Regions from separate parts of the Mus musculus genome. Here regions 1, 2 and 3 are each linked to region 4. The links are chromatin contacts, called in public promoter capture Hi-C maps. All regions are on one chromosome and are shown on one strand. Each heading gives the region's core, a stretch centred on a gene start, on an enhancer-like site or on the middle of the called end of the contact. The rest is flanking DNA. Distances are from core to core; before and after follow the strand shown.

Region 1 (2,853 bases), core at 156-2,655, 270 kb before region 4:
TGCTTATCATTTTCCGACTAACTTGTGGATCCTGAGCATCAGAATGAGGTTACCTGGGGCTGGAGAGATGACTCAGCAGTTAAGAGCACCAACTGCTCTTCCAGAGGTCCTGAGTTCAATTCCCAGCAACCACAAGGTGGCTCACAACAGTCTATAGTGGGATCCAATGCCCTCTTCTGGTGTGACTGAAGAGAGAGAGCGACAGTATACTCACATATATAAAATGAATAAATAAATCTTTTTTAAAAGATGAGGTTACCCTTAGTGGAGTTGTGTTTTAAATGTAAGGTACTAAAACAAAAAAATAGAAGACATCTCAATAATTTTCATACTACATTCTGAAACAGTATATATTGGGCTACGTAAGTATACTATGGATTCATTGCCTCCTTAAAAAAAAAAAAACTAGAAGCAAACCATTTAAAAACAATCATATGTCTGTCTTGCATTATACTGCTAGTGAACATTATGATCTAGATCCTATACACTCCCCACAGAGCAGAGAGAAAACACTCACACCCTCTGTCTGTCTGGCTGTCCATACCCTTTGCAACCTGCCCCAAATGCTTAATGTTTTGACTCCTCCCATAAACCAGCCTAACTCGACAGCACCTGCTGTTTATCTTGCATAGCTATTTGTCACCTTTCGGTGTTTGCTCTACCCTCCTCTTTCCTGGAGTGTCCTTTGAGGCATTTCCAATGTGCATGACCTATCCTTTTTCACAGTGGACCTGTTTAGTGTCCCCAGCCTCCCTCAGTCTTCACAGAGCCATTTGTATCTTACATAGAAAATGTTTCTATCCCCAAAGTACCTTATACCTGAATCGTTTCCTACCTCGTAGTTTTATGTGCCAGCTCAACTGTGCAACATGACTCACGCTTCCCGGGTAACTAAGGTCCAGGCCCCCACTGCCAGAAGAGTAGATGAAGCATCAACAGCCCTGGGAGAAGTTCACACCGGAGGATTTCAGGAGCCGCAGCAGCTGCGCCTGCGCACCGCCCACTGACCACGCGGAGGGCGGGTGGAGCATAGAGCGAGAGAGGAGGAGACAGTTCGGTCGCGTCAGCCCGGCCCACAGCGTCCAGTATAAAGTTAGCCGCCCACAGTCCATCGCTGTATCCCCGAAGGGGCTAAGATCGCCCAAAATGTCATCCAAGTCTATGGTTCTGGGTTACTGGGATATCCGCGGGGTGAGTGGTCCCTCGCCAGCCCAGCCTCTGGGACAGAGAGGTGCAGGCGGCCGGGCGGGGGTCAGGGGCCGGTGGGCCGATCTCCAGCCTACCTATGGGGTCCCCAGGACTGTGGGTAGAGGAATAAGGTACTGGAAGTTCCCGGGCGTGAGCGAAGGGGCTGCCTAAGGACAATTTCCCTGGACAGGACGCAGGAGCTTGGCAGCGTTGGGTTGGGGACATTGACGGAGGGGGCCTGCGAGCAAGTGGGCACTGCGCAGGCGCGCTGACCGGGGTCTTTCTCCATCCCCTGCTTTTAGCTGGCTCATGCTATCCGCATGCTTCTGGAGTTTACTGATACCAGCTATGAGGAGAAACGGTACATCTGTGGGGAAGGTAATGAATGTCTGTGGGTGCGCTACAGTTGTTTTTTACCCAGAGGGTTGTACCACACCAAGATGGTGTGGGACCCCCTGCTCCTGTAAGCTGGGAACTTTGCCAAGAGAGGCCCATAGAGTTATCTCTTGCTGTTCAGGCCCATCTTTGCAGAAACTCAAGGGTTAGTTTTTGGGGATTGGGAACTTGAGATAACAGGTCTAAGTCTCAGCTAGGTCGGTAACGGGCTTGGGTCCCACTTCTCTCTTACAGCTCCTGACTATGATAGAAGCCAATGGCTGGACGTGAAATTCAAGCTAGATCTGGACTTTCCTAACGTAGGTGGTTTTGGAGGAGTGGGCAGAAGGGAAGGCCTTCAAGTGTATCTGTTTTCACTTCATCTCTGGCTTGGGAGCATCTAGATAGAGACTCTTCACGTTTATAGAATGGATAGAATTCAAGGGTCATTGAACAGAACTGAGAATAACATTTTATTTCCTACTAACGTCTGAGAAACACTAATATTCTCCTCTTAAAGGCAGGCTATAAGAGACATGAGTTGATAGCCAGGTCTGTGACTTTATCACTGATAGATTCCAGGTATTTTCATGGTATCCTAAATGTATCCTCATGTGTCCTGGTTGTTAAAACACCTATTTTTTTTTTAAATGTATCCATAATCACCCTACTTTTACATACTTTAAGGTATAAAATATTTACATTTTGCTTTTTAAACGTCTATATGCCACACATACATTCACAGTGACACACAGGATTAAGCACCCTTGTCTAGAGTCAGGTGAGGACCCAGTGCTACTTTCTATTTATTTAGTTATTTCTCCTGGCTTCTACTCTCACACACCTTGCAAGTCTTCTCTTTTCCAGAGGAGTGGCGGTCCTGGAGGACTAGGTTCACATTAACTTTCCCCTTCTAGCTGCCCTACCTCATGGACGGGAAGAACAAGATCACCCAGAGTAACGCCATCCTGAGATACATCGCACGCAAGCACAACATGTGTGAGTGGGCTGAAGGGGATAGGAGGGAGGAGGCAGTTGGCTCACCTGGAGGTTGGCAATCCTGAGGGTGATTTGTTGCCATCTGGCTGCAGGTGGTGACACTGAAGAAGAAAAGATACGAGTAGACATCATGGAGAACCAGATCATGGACTTCCGCATGCAGCTGGTTCGCCTCTGCTACAATTCTAACCACGTAAGTTTCCTCATCTGGAATCACCTTTGTTGGGTTTCAGGCCAAAGTGCTAAGGATTATTCTGCTCGCTTCTATGGTTGCCATCTTTCTATCAACCC
Region 2 (2,700 bases), core at 79-2,578, 470 kb before region 4:
TTGTTCCACTGCTAATTGGGTACCAGGTTAGAGGAAGGGTCAGCAAAGGTTCGACAGAAAGCACTGGAGACCCCGACCCTACCACTGAGAGAGCTAGTTAGACTCAGCCCTCCATAGATCACCTTTTCCAAGAGCCATAGAAGGATGTCCTTTGAGCTCAACCCCCAGCACAATAGGCTGAACTTGTAAGTGCAGTAAAGAATGAGCAATCATTTCTTCCCACCCACCTCCCCAACCCACCCAAGCTCCTTTCTGGAGGGATGTCTAAGTGATCTATTCACATGACTGCGATCAACCTGCATCCATGACAGTGTCTACTGTCACCAACCTCTAAATTTTCCTTTCTCACATACTTCCTAGCAGGTGGAAGACTGCACGGCGATTACCATTTTGCCTTTCCATCTCTTGTTGCTTTTAGAACCGTCAGCTGCATAAACCAGTTCATACGATTCTTTCCTCTTGCCTCTAAGCGATCACGCAGTTGTTGGTCGAACGGCCAATTCTCCCCCAAGAAGATGCTTTGAAAAAGAGCTGCCTGATTTCCCCCACTCACCTGAGGGGAAATTTCCTGCACAACCTCATCCCCTGGACAGGTCACAGGGGTCAGCTGAGTCGCTCACCCCCTCCCAATCTCGTCTTCAAGGCCCTCCATCCAGGAAAAGTCAGTCGCGAATTTAAGGCCTGGCCCTGTCGGGCTTCAGTAAGATCCAGGAGGACTCCGGCCGAGGGACAAAGAAAAGCGAGGTCAGAGCGGCCTCTTTGGCTCCAGCTAGGCCCATCGCCGCTCACCGGCCACCCACTACATCGTGTCAATGGTCCTGAGCACCCCAAACCCTAGCCCTAAGTCCCGAACTACCCGAGTCCGGGCCCGGGGCTTGCTCGCGCCCCTTCCTCGAGGGCCCTCGCCGCCACCCAGAGCCCCGCACCTTCTTGGGAGCCTTGGTGACCGTGGCCATGAAGGAGTACTTCTCGGCGTCCTCGATCTCCTTGGCCTGTTTCAGCTCCTCCCCGACACCGGGCAGCGGCATCGCGTCAGGCATCGACATCCCCCGGCCGGCCCGGCCCGCGGCTAACCCGCCGCCCCCGCCTCTTTCCCTCACGGGCGCCCGCCCGTCCGCGCGGCGCCCTCGGCCACGCGCTCGCCCGCCTTCCCGCCAGGCCCCGCGCCGAGCTGCTTGGGCTTCCGAAGGGCTGGGACCCGCGCGCGCGCGCCTCGTCGGCTCCGAGACCGGAGCCTGCCGGACAGCGACGGCGGCCACAGAACCAGAAGCAACAGCACGCAGCTCCGACCTGCCCGCGCAGCCACCTCCGCCACACGCAAGCACGCACGCAAAGTAAGGGTAGAGGGCGGAGACGCCACGTCAAGTACTGGCAGCCCCAAGGAGAGGGGGGCGGAAAGAGGCGGGGACAAATGGCGCGCTCTGGTGACGTCAACATGCTGGGCCGGGCCGCAGGAATCGCCCCTCCTTTCCTGCGCCTCGGTGATGAACGTCCCAGGGTGAGTAGTTGAACCTTGTCTGCCGCCAGGTGGTGCCATCAGCCCTATTGAGCCGAGTGTGACTCCTATAAAGATGCCACAAGACTAAGGGTCTTTGGACTACCAACTCCCCAGGAAACCTCAGCATGGGGAGGTGGCAGAGCATCGGGGATCGGGAAGATGGCATATCAAGAGCGATGCTTGGGAGCATAAACCAGAGTCCCACCGGACACATTTTACCCGGCCCTTTTTGGGAAAATTCAGTGTTAGAGACAGCCTACTCCCGGCCCACACCCTGGGCCCTTTGGGCCAGAAGTCCATTTCCAGGGGACAGTGTTTGCTTTTTTACTTCACAGGGGTGCAGAACAAGCTGAGAGCAGTCTGGTTTCTACACAACCCTTTATGACCTCCATCACCATCTCCTCCTGGGCCTTGTCTGTTTACAAGACCTTCAGGCTGCAGTGCTGATGTGAAGAGGTCATTAAGATAAGGTTGATGGGTTGGTCAGAGGGCAGAGAACAGGGCAGATTGAGAAAAAGTCCCAGCCAAATGGGTTCTCCTGCTCCATGCTCTCTAGGCAGTAGGCTCTCCCTGCCAGCTCCACTCTCAGTGAGTGTAGTGCAGAACGTTCAGTTTGGACTCGCACAGTTTCTGGATTCTACTGTGTACAGCCCCCGTATAAAGGCCCTGGGATGGTAGAGGTGCATGTGGCATATTTATGTTTTCCAAGAACCCATCCATTTGGGAAGGGAAAGCCTATTCGTAAGCTGGGGTCAACTGCGGTATCTTATCCTTTGAGAGTCATTCAAATGACATTGGCTCCAATTCCTATGTCCTGTGGAAAGTACAATGTTGTCCCCAGGATTTCTGTGAATTACTGAGGGGACTTAGGTTTTCATGGTCATCTCTGGCTCTAGTTTGCTGCCTCATCTGAAACATTACTCACTATTCCAGTCTTACAACTGTTTCTTTAGCTCTTGTAGTCACATCAGCCCCTTTCTCTTTCCAACTCTTACTCCTAAACCACAAAAAATGAGGCTATAACATGTAGCAGAACTTTTAATGAAGGTTTGTTGGTCAAAGGGGAGAGGTTACATCACATAGCAAACAGTCTACAATTACATTTCTGAAATGTTCCAAAAAGAGATTTCAGCCATCTATCTCACCATTGGGATTTCTCAATGACCACAATCTCCCTCAAAGCTCTCTAGTATACTCCGCAT
Region 3 (2,722 bases), core at 10-2,509, 430 kb before region 4:
AGACAGATGAGAGAGAGAGAGAGAGAGAGAGAGAGAGAGAGAGAGAGAGAGAGAACGAGAACATGTGTGTAGGTCCAAGTACAACTTGCAGAAGTTGGTTCCCAGGGATCCGACTCAGGTTGTCAGGTTGAACTAACCAAAATCTTAGCTCTCTCTATATTTCAATTTTTCCCTTAAAAGGAGCAAGTTGTATATGGGTGGATTAAGTGATTTGCAGGCAAGAAAGATTGATAAAAGCAACTTGTTTACCAATATTGCCTTCACCGTGTCTTTCTTCCCTCTTCTTGCTGTTTCCAGTGAGGATACTTGAGGATGCTTAAGGATGCTCTTTTCTGTAGCACTAGGTTTCCCCTGAGCTCAGTCTGCAGCACTGTGCTCTGTGTTTCTCCCTTCAGCTCAGCAGCCTCTGTTCAGGCTACTTGCCACTTGAGGCAGAGTTCTTCCATAACTCCCAGTCTCTTTGCAGCAGCATCACCAAAAGATGTGCTGGGATGTTCTTTGATTTCAGAGTTGGAGTCAGAACAGAAAAAGAAAGCTGAAGGAGGAGGTTTCTTGGATATATTGGGATCCTTAAATTTTTTCTTCTTGCAGTACTGGAGACCAAACCCAGCACCTTGTGCATGCTAAACAGGTGCTTACCACTGACCTACAACCTCAGCCTTCCCATGTAAGAGGCCCTCATCTCTCCCCTCCCTCCCACCCTTCATCCTCCCCTCTCTCCCTTCTTTCTCCCCCCCCCTCTTTTTTTTTTTTTTTTTTTTTTTTTGCCCCTCCCGTCTCTCTTCAATGTTTTGAACTCACTAATGCAGCCTAGACTGGCCTTGAACTTGTGATCCTCCTGATTCAGCGTCCTCAGCTGGATTACAGGCATGCATCACCATGCCCAGATCCTAGTTTTCATGTCTCCTTCCTGCTGGCCTTGCGATATCTTCAGATTTTTCTTCTCTTTGGAGAACATGCTTGCACTTTGGTGACAAAAGCATAGGGTGTTTCTTCTTGCACTCCCCCTGGTGACTTTGCATTATGACATTTGTCCTTGCTTTGCAGGGTCCTTTGTCTTTGTTGTTTCTTCCCTGAGAAGGCACTGAGCCCACTCTTCACTTGCAGCCCTGTGTCCCTGGGACTCAGTGTACTGCAGTGGCTGTTATCCATAACCTCCTCAGACTTCCAACTACCAGGCATGGTGCTGAGAGCCTGGACTCTAAACAGAGCCATGGGGATCGGCCTGTGGGATTTTCTGTGGTCTGTGGCAGCTGAGGTGGAGAGAGCCAGTCACTCTATGTTCAGGAGCTGGCATGAACTACTCTGCTCCCTCAGCAATTCCAGCATCCAGGACAGCAGAGTCTGGTCACCCGCTACCCTCAACAAACTAAAAAGGAAACCCAAGGAACAAATGTGCTTCACTGACAGAGGGGCCTGCCCTGGGAAATCGGGACTTTCCTCCAGAGCTGCAAAGTCACTACACTCCTCTACTAACTTTAGGGCCTTCTATAAGGGGCCATGGGACACCCACCAGTGTCCCCTCTACCCTCTTGCAGAGGCCCACGGTCTGCAAGAGGTTAACCTCAGGTTTCTTCCTAGTTGCTTCTGATTCATTTTCCTGCCTCTGGCCGGATAGAGGTTTAGAGGTTTGGCTGAGCCCTGCTGCTCAGATCTCTAAGCTAGAGTTCTTAACTCTGCCTGTGAAACAGTAATGGAGGGCATCTTACCCTCCAGCATTCTATCAGCTCCGCCCACCAGCCATACATCTCTATTACACAACATCAGATGGTTCACCTAGGGTAGAACTCCAGCTCTGTCACTTAGCTGGCAGAACAGTCAGGCCCTGATGGCCCAGCATGTGTCCAGAGGCTCACACTTAAATCACTGAGGTGTCTTGATAATTCTGGCACCTGGTACCTGAGCCTCACCCTGAGATTCTGATTGTGTAGTAGGGCAGGATTTAGATATCAGGATTTTTGGAAACAACCCAGATAATTCGACATTAAGTCAGGGTTGGGCACTTCTCTTCTAAAACTTTGTCCATTATATTGCCTGAAACAGGAAAGCCCCTGTTGTCTAAGTTTTGCCAGGGGTGGGGGCTGGGGGGTATTTGTGCCTACCAGGACCTTTACCTGCTCTGGTCCACTCTGACACATCTCCCCAGGGAAGTCCCTATCTTTGGTTTCCCTCTACTAATAGGAAGAACGAACAGGTCTAATACCTCTCTGCAATCGCAGCTTCTCTCCTTACTAGGCTTGTTCACTTTCCAGCCTACTAGCACCTAAATACATCAGCACCCTAATGGACCTGCCCTCTCTCCCTCCCCTGGACAGCAGGGATCTGTGGTCCTGGAGATGGATTCCTCCTTTCAGACCCCTGGGGCCCTTGGAAAGAGCCCAACCAGCCATTTTCCCAGGCTGGGCTGGGTTGGGCTTGAGGTGGTGTGGTGGGGGTAGCAGCCAGGCCTGAGGTTTTGGCTGCTTTCTGTCCTTTTCCTATTAAACAGATATGCAGATGAATGCCTTTGGACATCAATAGTACAGAAGGCTTTAGAAACAAGACTGGAATCGGGAGAAAGCTTTCTCCATGCACCTTGAAAAAAATCTCTGAGCTGGCTCCCTCCCACCTACTGTTGTTGCCCACGCCCCAAAAACAAGTTTTCCCATGACTCACACGTGGCAGCTTGTGCACTTCTTTTATTATTAAATATAAAAGCAGCTTCCTATTTTTTAAATAGATA
Region 4 (3,024 bases), core at 264-2,763:
CTCCCCTGTGTGGACAGGTTAGCTTCCGTAAGCCTCGGCTTCTGATGAATAGTTGAATCGAGACTGCTGGCCGGGGAATGTCGTTTCCTGTGTGCATTTTGATCTGAGCCAACAGCTATGGTCTTTGGGTAGCTCCTGGCGGGCTCCATCTGTGGCCCTGACGCTTCAAAGGCTCACTGCCTGGGCAGGTGGGATAGAAGATGAACGAAACTGGACACTTTGGTCTCTCCAAATGGGTCTCTTCTTGGAATCACAGCCAGACAGAAAGAGTGCCCAGGAGTCGGGGATGGCCCAAGAAAGGGATAAACATAATCAATTGGGTCTGATCGGTTTGTGTTTGAAGTTTCAAATGGTGCTAGGGCTGGCTGGCAATGTATACTCTTCAACCCAGGCTACCCCTAAAAACCACGGGGCCATATTGACTTGCTCTGAATTAGAGGCTGCAGAAATCCCAGGCCCCTCCCTCCAGAGCCTTCTTGGGGATCCTAAAATACCCCCTCCTCTTCTTCTGACTTTGCTCTCAGCTCCCCCAGTACTTAGAGAGCACAGCTCACTGGCCTGTTCAGCCCTCAAGGCAGCCCCGCCCACACACCCCTGCTCTTGCCTTGTGCCCTTCTGACCCCAACCATTCTCTTCCTGGTCCTGAAATTACACACCAGGCCCCTGGAGAGTCTCTGTGGCACCTCAGCTTCCCTAGTGGGGCATCTGATCCCACGCTTGGGGGCTGACCCTCCGAGCACAGAGCACAAGGCGTGGCCTGGTTCTTTTCCCTAAGCTTCCCGTTCTTTGGACTGACTGCCCCATTTTCTCGCCTTTTCTGCCTTTCTTATTTGGCTCTTTTGTTTCCCTCCTTCCTCCCTCCTCCTCTCTGGCTCCAGGCTTTGGGTCAGCTCTCCACTCTCCTCCTGTCTCTGCTTGAATGTACACCTTTTACTTCCTCCCCTGCACTGAGCACACTGAAGCGCTGGTCCCTGCCTCCCTGGATGAGGGAAGGAATAGCAGAGGGAGGCTGGGCCAGCGGCCAGACTTGCCTTTAGCCTCTGGCTTGGGTATCTGGGACCTGTGTCTGGGAGAGTCCTCGACAGAGCCTCAGGCCTATGGAGCTGGCGGGGACCAGGGTTGAAGACCACTGCACCAAGTGACTGCAAGCAGAGAATAGGATATGACAGCAAGCAAGGGGAAGCCATCTCTCTCTCTCTCTTTCTCTCTCTCTCTCTCTCTCTCTCTCTCACACACACACACACACACACGAGAGAGAGAGAGAGAGAGAGAGAGAGAAGGGGAGGGAGGGAGGGAGGGAGAGAGAGAGAGAGAGAGAGAGAGAGAGAGAGAGAGAGAGAGAGAGAGAGAGATTCTGTAGCCTCTACTTCTGCCTCCCTAGACAGAATTCTGGGCCAGAAACCCTCTCAATGGCCACTGGAGGGCCCTGTCTATTCCTCCAGGGTGCAGATGCAGGGGCCCAGGTGGCTGCCAGCAAAATGCAGCTGGGGACTGGAGTGGAAGCTGCACCCTCAGGAAACAGGCCACACTTTCACCCCAGCCAGTTCCCGGCCTAATTAGAGACCGGAACGGCATTGATCGTCCCTGGGCTCATTATGTCACAGCTGGGGAACAGCTGGCCAGTCTTTTCCAGGCCATTAGCTGCGCCATGAAGTGGAGAAAAGGCGGGGGGGGGGGGGGGGGGGGGGAGTGAGCGAGCAGGATCAATACCCTGTCTGTGTGTGGGGGAAACAGCTTGGTGGCTGCCTCCCCTGGCTCTCTGGGCTGTGTTTCTCTCAAAGGCTGCCTCCTGCGCACAAGCTTCGAGTTCACACGTGGAAACCCAGCTCTAACCATCTGGGAGCTTGGTGAGTGAGATAGACACACTTTGGGGCCAGTGCTGGCCCAGTTCTGGGGACCATTCCAACCTTCTCTCCCAGGGTAATGGGAGGGGAAAGACTCGTATTACCTACCCAGTCTCAAAGGGGACCTTAAAAGTCCAGGTCCTCTCCACTCCTGCAGCAAGATGACACCCAAGGCAGCTGCTTCTCTTGGCCCCTGGCCACTTCAGTGTGCCCCTGGGCTCAGTTGGGTTTGGTTTCCTGTGAGATGGGGAAATGACAGCTCTTCTGATCCTTAGGGAATAGGGGTGATGGAAGGAAGAGATGACAGCTCTCCCCTGCCCCCCACACCCCGTCCCTGGCCTGAGGCTCAGCTGGGTGACACCTGAGGCAAGCTACCTGACCCCAGGAGTTCGAGGGAGCCCAGAATTGCTTAGTAAACTGACTCTTTACTTTCAGAGTTTTAAAGTGTCAAACCTGGGGTGGGGGTGGGGGGAAACCTCTGAAAAATCATGGGCTTCTCTCTCATTTGATTTAGTGAGAGATGGTGAGGCTGAGTGTTGAGCTCTGCCGTGCCTGCCTGAGTCGTCTTCTGTCAGATGCTCCTTCCGGGCCTCAGCCACCCCTCGCAAGCATCCCACATTGAGTTTTCACGGAGCCCTGAGGTCTCCCAGGCTCATGTCCTCGAGTTTCTGGCAGAGGTGGGAGAGGAGTGTTCGCTTTTGCCCTTCTTCCCACACAGCACGGCCATGAGAAACCGCGAGAGTCCCTAGGCCTCTCAGAGCCCCAGCTGCTGCAGTGCCAGACAGCGGTTCTGCCCCTGTGAACAGAGGCCAGCTACATACAACCTCCTCTGCTCTCCGGACTGCTAGGACAGCCCCTGCAGAGTCCGTCGTGAATGAAGCACAGACAGGCAGACAGACAGACAGACAGTGGTCTGAATTCTAGACTTGAACTCTATCCAGCTGAGTTCCAGCCCTTAGAAACCAGTACTTGGCTCTAAGTAGAAGCACATGGAAGGGAAGGGCACTGGGAATGTGTGTTACAGATGAGGAGGCTGTGTCCCTGGGAAGAGGCTTTGCTCAAGGTGAGATCTTCTCCACCAAATCAGAAAACACCCCCTACCCTCATCCCCACCCCTACCCTTGCTCCCAGTCCCCAACCTCTGCTCAGGGCTCTTAGAACAGTGATGAGATCTAGGACT

The links. Promoter capture Hi-C pulls out the DNA fragments that hold promoters and counts their contacts.
Region 1: a promoter capture Hi-C map of the HPC-7 cell line shows a contact between it and region 4. The contact joins the promoter of 4933431E20Rik here to the enhancer-like site in region 4. A contact is called at or near these places in 19 of 39 promoter capture datasets (3T3-L1-derived adipocytes, the C10 cell line, the HPC-7 cell line and 12 more), 1 of 15 datasets of contacts at CTCF or cohesin (the NIH/3T3 cell line), 2 of 484 Hi-C or Micro-C datasets (the Patski cell line and bone marrow-derived macrophages), 1 of 115 datasets of contacts at active chromatin or transcription factors (forebrain) and 3 of 9 other capture datasets (adipose tissue, embryonic stem cells and liver).
Region 2: a contact with region 4 is called in a promoter capture Hi-C map of the HPC-7 cell line. The contact joins the promoter of Ahcyl1 here to the enhancer-like site in region 4. A contact is called at or near these places in 19 of 39 promoter capture datasets (the 3T3-L1 cell line, the C10 cell line, the HPC-7 cell line and 13 more), 1 of 15 datasets of contacts at CTCF or cohesin (the NIH/3T3 cell line), 32 of 484 Hi-C or Micro-C datasets (B cells, the C2C12 cell line, CD4 T cells and 21 more), 9 of 115 datasets of contacts at active chromatin or transcription factors (bone marrow-derived macrophages, embryonic forebrain, embryonic hindbrain and 5 more) and 1 of 9 other capture datasets (adipose tissue).
Region 3: a promoter capture Hi-C map of cranial neural crest shows a contact between it and region 4. The contact joins two enhancer-like sites. A contact is called at or near these places in 13 of 39 promoter capture datasets (the 3T3-L1 cell line, the C10 cell line, the HPC-7 cell line and 8 more) and 4 of 484 Hi-C or Micro-C datasets (brown adipocytes, embryonic fibroblasts, embryonic stem cells and 1 more).

What each region holds. Positions count from the first base shown.
Region 1 is chr3:107,894,808-107,897,660 of GRCm38.p6, forward strand. It overlaps 4933431E20Rik (RIKEN cDNA 4933431E20 gene), which reads right to left and starts at 1,406. Exons shown (of 3, transcript NR_015459.1): 1 at 836-1,406. It overlaps Gstm5 (glutathione S-transferase, mu 5), which reads left to right and starts at 1,047. Exons shown (of 8, transcript NM_010360.2): 1 at 1,047-1,191; 2 at 1,491-1,566; 3 at 1,819-1,883; 4 at 2,481-2,562; 5 at 2,655-2,755. The coding sequence starts at 1,147.
Region 2 is chr3:107,695,232-107,697,931 of GRCm38.p6, forward strand. Ahcyl1 (S-adenosylhomocysteine hydrolase-like 1) reads right to left here and starts at 1,329. Exons shown (of 17, transcript NM_145542.4): 1 at 927-1,329. The coding sequence starts at 1,046. It overlaps Gm40121 (a long non-coding RNA gene), which reads left to right and starts at 994. Exons shown (of 3, transcript XR_003954675.1): 1 at 994-1,498.
Region 3 is chr3:107,738,397-107,741,118 of GRCm38.p6, forward strand. The region is part of intron 1 of Gm40121 (a long non-coding RNA gene); the gene reads left to right. It overlaps Csf1 (colony stimulating factor 1 (macrophage)), which reads right to left. Exons shown (of 9, transcript NM_007778.4): 9 at 2,652-2,722. Among named protein-coding and RNA genes, the nearest start is that of Csf1, 21 kb to the right of the region's middle. Within about 2 kb of position 1,260, at least 182 of the 459 cell types and tissues checked have an H3K27ac peak or open chromatin away from gene starts, as enhancers often do.
Region 4 is chr3:108,165,123-108,168,146 of GRCm38.p6, forward strand. No RefSeq gene overlaps it. Among named protein-coding and RNA genes, the nearest start is that of Gm40122, 8.8 kb to the right of the region's middle. Within about 2 kb of position 1,514, at least 99 of the 459 cell types and tissues checked have an H3K27ac peak or open chromatin away from gene starts, as enhancers often do. A contact at or near this core is called in the HPC-7 cell line, bone marrow, cerebellum and 9 more, where this site is marked.